2 separate regions of the Pan troglodytes genome follow, and region 1 is linked to region 2. A link is a contact called in public Hi-C data. All regions are on one chromosome and are shown on one strand. Each heading gives the region's core, a stretch centred on a gene start, on an enhancer-like site or on the middle of the called end of the contact. The rest is flanking DNA. Distances are from core to core; before and after follow the strand shown. Region 1 holds the start of EIF4E (eukaryotic translation initiation factor 4E). Region 2 has its middle 180 kb from the start of TSPAN5.

Region 1 (2,700 bases), core at 111-2,610, 460 kb before region 2:
CAGGGGAGAGGAGGGGAAGAGAGGGGAAGAGAAGGGAAGGGAAGGGAGGGGAAGGGTGGGGAAGGGAGAGGAAGGGTGGGGAAGGGTGGGGAAGGGGAAAATAGGACATCTATGCTGTCTTTTTCTCTTCAAAGAAGGTAACCTGACACCACTTCTAACCAGCAGAAAATAACAACGCGGTCAACAGAATTATTTTGGATAGTCTAAGTAACAGTAGATAGTCTCTGTAAGTAGAAATCCACTTATCCGTTTATTATCATTATGTTTTTTTTTTGGAAATGGAGTCTCGCTGTGTCGCCCAGACTGGAGTGCAGTGGCGGGATCTTGGCTCACTGCAACCTCCACCTCCCAGGTTCAAGTGATTCTCCTGCCTCAGCCTCCTGAGTAGCTGAGACTACAGGCAGGTGCCACTATGCCTGGCTAATTTTTGTATTTTTAGTAGAGACAGGGTTTCACCATGTTGGTCAGGCTGGTCTCGAACTCCTGACCTCAGGTGATCCGCCCACCTTGGCCTCCCAAAGGGCTGGGATTACAGGCGTGGGCCACTGCGCCTGGCTTGTTAATTCTATCTACTTTAAAACCTAGTAGAGCTAAGCCCACTAGACAAAAGCTTTCATTAATCACTTCTGATATTCAGGTAAACCAAAACATATGAACAGGCAATGGCTTTGAGTTCTCATACAGCCTCAATTATGTGTTAGTCAACTCAAGCATCCATTATGTACTCAATAATAGGTATGACACAGCTCTGGACCTCATTAACACTATAAGCAGACAGGCACAGGCAGCCTGCATACACTCCTTTTCCTGGTGTCAACATTATTTAAAAGCATGGGAAATAGTAATGAGACAGTGTCTTCTTCATTAGAACCTTAGGAGTCTACTAGATTTCTTCATCTCTATTTGTTGTTATTAGTAGCCAAACTGTGCAAAAAACATGGTCTTGAGAAATGATAGCACAGTATCTTAGAGGGAAAGGAAATGTAGGATGCCAGTGTGGGGACAAATTTCTGATTGCCAGTGATTGTTGTGAGCATAACAATAATTTCATGAACGTTAAAGCCTCTATTGAGGGCAGCTGCAGTTGTAAAGGAAAAAAAAAGGTCTTGAACATTTAAAACTACACTGGTGTACATCATAATCAAACAAAGTAAACAGAAAAAAATTTAAACTTTGCTAAAAAAAAAAAAAGCAGAAGCACTTGATCTTTAGGAAGGCACGCAGCTGCTTATTATGAATCATTTCTAGAGTCCGATGCATTTTCAAAGCCGGTTACAGTCATTACAAAGCACACCCTTGTGAGGTAAGTGTATCATCACCTTTGGTTCATAAATAAAAAAGCTGAGACGCCGAGCGATTAAGTCACTCGCCTAAGGAGAATGAGTCAACGTCAAGAGTCATAGTTGACCCGGCCTAAAGACTCCAGACCATCAGTCCAGGGCTTAGTCAGCGGGGCCCGGAGTGGCTTCCCTGGCTGGCATCTGGACTTAGGCTATTTCCGTGCACGTAAAAGCGGAATATTGGAACGGTTGCACAGAACTTCCAAATAATTTTTACCGCCACGCAAGATTTAGCCCTGAGGTCTTAATCTCAGGATTTGGGACAGTAAAAGCTGTCGTCCCTCCCCCTCGTCCAGCCGGTGGCAAGCGAGTACTGCGGGCGGTTCCGTCCGTCCCCTTTCGCAGAAATGGCAACGAATGACCACCAGCATTAGCTGAGCCAGGGGACGTGGGAGGGCTGATTGCCTAAACGACTCTGCATCGCCGCCTCTTTTTGAAACTAAGAGAAAATGGTGGGAGATCAAAAGAAAACTAAATAAACACACAGGCAACTTGTCCTGGGACCTCAACTAAGCAAATGAAGCCTTATTGTGTGTGCTGAGCCTGCAGTTCCCAACCTTCCGGGGAAGATGGGAGGACAGGGCGACAAAGGGCAGAGTAGGCTTGCCTGGCAGTAAGTGTGACCGCAGCTATCCAGGCGGAAGAGCAGAGGACTGAAACCACCCTCCAGCAAGCGAGTGTCCGCCGCGTTGAGAACCGCGCACCCTACCCATCGGCCACGTGACCAGTCCTTTTTAAAAAAAATTTCTTTACCTTAAAAAAAAAAAAGGTGGGGGAGAGACTCCACTTCCCAGAAGCCTCTCGTTACTCACGCAGCCGCAGTCTTGCGCAGGCGCCGCCAGGGCCAAACGGACATATCCGTCACGTGGCCAGAAGCTGGCCAATCCGGTTTGAATCTCATTTTTTTCCTCTTACCCCCCCTTCTGGAGCGGTTGTGCGATCAGATCGATCTAAGATGGCGACTGTCGAACCGGTGAGTATTGCCTTTGGCCCCCACCCCCACGGGTCCCCGCGCTCTGTCTTCCTTCTGACTGGGGGACTCCGCGGGACGGCGTTCCCGGCGCGCACTGTACCCCTTGCCGCCCCCTCCCCCTCATGTTGGACCTGACCTCCCGCGGACAAGTGGGGACGTCCCGGAGGCTGGCCGAGGCGGCGTGTAGCGCACACTTTCTGGTGGGGGCCCGAGAACTGGGGGAGCGGTGTGGGGGAGGGGCGGCGTGGCGCCTCCTGCGGAACCGCGAGGTGTCTACAGGGTGGAGGGTAGCTGGGGTTCTGGGCTGGGTATGCGGGGATGGTGTCTTCATGATAGGAAGGCGCGGGGCCGGCTCCCAGCGAGTACTGGGATCCGCAGGCAGGGTGG
Region 2 (2,700 bases), core at 192-2,691:
CCTCTTCCTTCTCCCAGGGAGTAATAAACCTGGACTTTTCTTTCAGCCTTCTTCCTGCCACAGGTCCCAGTTGTCCTTTCCTCAAGGGGATCCTTAAAGTGTCTCTTGGAGGTTTCTTGTGCAAAGTGATCATTCATTTCCCCGTGTTTGTGTGGGCAGGAATGGAGTGATTTTGCAGTTTCGCCTGTTTCCGGCTGGCTTGGACAGGCGCCCTGGGAAGCCTGTGGGCTGAACAATGAGGAGCTGGAGCCCAGTGACCTGGCAGGCCACCCCAACTCCCTTTGTCATTTATTCCACGAAGCCCTCCTTCTCTAGGGAAATCCTGTTTAGACCTCCAATGAAGAACTGGGAAGCCCTCTATAAACGCTGGCCAGCAGGGTTTCATGGCCAGAGCTCTCTCCAGTGAGGCCATGGGGCTGCTTCTAGGTGCTGCCCAATTCCAGAGTGAGAAGCCTAGTCTTTGAGTGAGGAGGAAAATGCAGCATTTGCCTGAAAAATACATTAACATTGGCTTTATCATGATGACACAATAAAATCCATAGAAAATCTACACATGATAACAGACAAGGCAGTCAGATGGGGGTGGGGGGGTGGGTGGGGGCAGGGAGCACGGCAGAGAAGCCAAACTCTGAACTTGGAGCAAAGCCATCCTTAGACTCACCCGAGCCTTTTTGTTTGGAGGTGTTTGCCACAAAGAGTTTATAAAATTACAGTTTTAGGCCAGACAAGGTGGCTCACACCTGTAATCCCAGCACTTTGGGAGGCCAAAGCAGGATGATTGCTTGAGGACAGGAATTCAAGATTAGCCTGGGCAACATAGCAAGACCCTGTGTCTTAAAAAAATGAAAAAAAAATTTTTTTTAATTAGCTAGACCTGGCGTCATGCACCTGTACTCCCAGCGACTCTGGAGGCTGGGGCAGGAGGACAGCTTGAGCCCAGGAGTGAAGTATGATCGCACCACTGCACTCCATCCTGGTTGGCGGAGGAAGACCCTGTTTCTAACTTAATAAAATTACAGTTTTTAGAACTTCTTGAGGGATTAAGTACAGCTTGCTTTGGCGTTTTCATGCTGAGTGGTTCTCTTGTAAACTTGCCACTGGTGAGAGGAGGCTGATTTAGTCCCTTCCTGTTATCCATTAGCCGGGGCTAAACCTCTGGGGACCCGCACTGGCCATTGTGATTTATTTTTCCACTTCTAGGAATTCCCAAGTAAAGTAAATCTAAGGGAAGAGCAGGCGAGTTCACGGGCTTTCACTGTAAATATGCCCCGAAAGGAAAGCAGTAGCAGGCTTCCCACGCTCTTGCCCCATACCGAACGCACGCTTGCATTCTCCGTGGGGGAAAGCTACTTTTCGGATACGGAGCGGACCTTCAGGTGCGGTGTCAGCTCTTGCATTTGCAGAGCAACTCGTTTGAACGGGAACGTTTTAATGGCCTGCCCTCTAGTGTCGACCGCGTAAAACCACTCCGGTCTGGAGTTGGAATAGTTCAGGGATAAAAACACTGTATGTTCAGAGGCGCTTGTGCTTTGGAGAAACTTGAAGGTACACAGCTTATGTTGCCTGCTTAGGGCAGGTAGGTGTTTTATTTCCTTTACACGCTCCTGAAAATGGCAAGGCTTGTTTTGGAAAGATAAGAGAACAGGACGTTTTGCTCCCATCACCATCTATCCTGCTTAGGATCTTGCTGCTGGGAGTTTATCACGGCAGGATGGAGCTGGGCCTTGTCCTCCCACCAGTTTTCAAATGTGGTTTCTAGACGACGATGGTGACTGCCTAAAGCTGCTCATCTTCCAGGCAGAGGCACTGTCCTAAAGGTGTCCTCAATGGGGCTGGGAGGACAATGCTCTGCACCCTCCCTCCCAGGGAACACCACCCTCCATTGGAACTTCAGAGGTTTTTGTGACAAAAGGCCCCAGGACCCTGGTTTGCACTTCAATTCCTCTTCAAAATGAGCAACTCTCCAGAAACAAGGAATAGAACATCTTTATATTTCTTCTAAAACCACCAGTGTGTTACTTCTACACACTGTACTTAGAAATACACACATATATGCATACATACCACCAGTGTGAATCACCTGGATTTTGCTTTGGTCTTGTCAGAAGCGTTTGAACCAGAACAACTCCATTGTGAATAGGACCTGGGTAAAATGAGGCTGAAACCTACTGGGCTATATTCCCAGATGGCTAGGCATTCTAAGTCACAGGACAAGATAGAAGGTTGGCACAAGACACAGGTCATAGACACCTTGCTGATAAAACAGGTTGCAGTAAAGAAGCCCACAAAAACCAAGATGGCGATGAGAGTGACCTCTGGTCGTCCTCACTGCTACACTCCCACCAACGCCATGACAGTTTACAAATGCCATGGCAATGTCAGGAAGTTACCCTACATGGTCTAGAAAAGGGAGACATGACTAATCCACCCCTCGTTTAGCACATCATCAAAAAATGACCATAAAAATGGGCAATTGGCAACCCTGAGAACTCCTCTGTCTATGGAGTAGCCATTCTTTTATTCCTTTTTTTTTGTTAATAAATTTGCTTTCACTTTATAGACTCACCCTGAGGATGGCTTGAGCCCAGGAGTTTGAGACTAGCCTGGGCAACATAGTGAGACCGTCTCCCTACAAAAAATTTTTCTAATTGGTGGACATGGTGACACAAGCCTATAATTCCAGCTATGTTGGAGGCTGAG

Evidence for each region. Hi-C and Micro-C count contacts between places; a contact is called where the count stands out from the background.
Region 1: a Hi-C map of stem cell-derived neural progenitor cells shows a contact between it and region 2, with 4 times the contacts expected there. The contact joins the promoter of EIF4E here to the enhancer-like site in region 2. A contact is called at or near these places in 1 of 7 Hi-C or Micro-C datasets (stem cell-derived neural progenitor cells) and 1 of 1 datasets of contacts at active chromatin or transcription factors (stem cell-derived excitatory neurons).

The regions. Positions count from the first base shown.
Region 1 is chr3:100,362,708-100,365,407 of NHGRI_mPanTro3-v2.0_pri, reverse strand. EIF4E (eukaryotic translation initiation factor 4E) reads left to right here and starts at 1,360. Exons shown (of 7, transcript NM_001246470.1): 1 at 1,360-2,313. The coding sequence starts at 2,296. LOC104006140 (a long non-coding RNA gene) reads right to left here and starts at 2,028. Exons shown (of 7, transcript XR_008547570.2): 1 at 1,948-2,028.
Region 2 is chr3:99,903,957-99,906,656 of NHGRI_mPanTro3-v2.0_pri, reverse strand. No RefSeq gene overlaps it. Among named protein-coding and RNA genes, the nearest start is that of TSPAN5, 180 kb to the left of the region's middle. Within about 2 kb of position 1,441, at least 8 of the 24 cell types and tissues checked have an H3K27ac peak or open chromatin away from gene starts, as enhancers often do. A contact at or near this core is called in stem cell-derived neural progenitor cells, where this site is marked.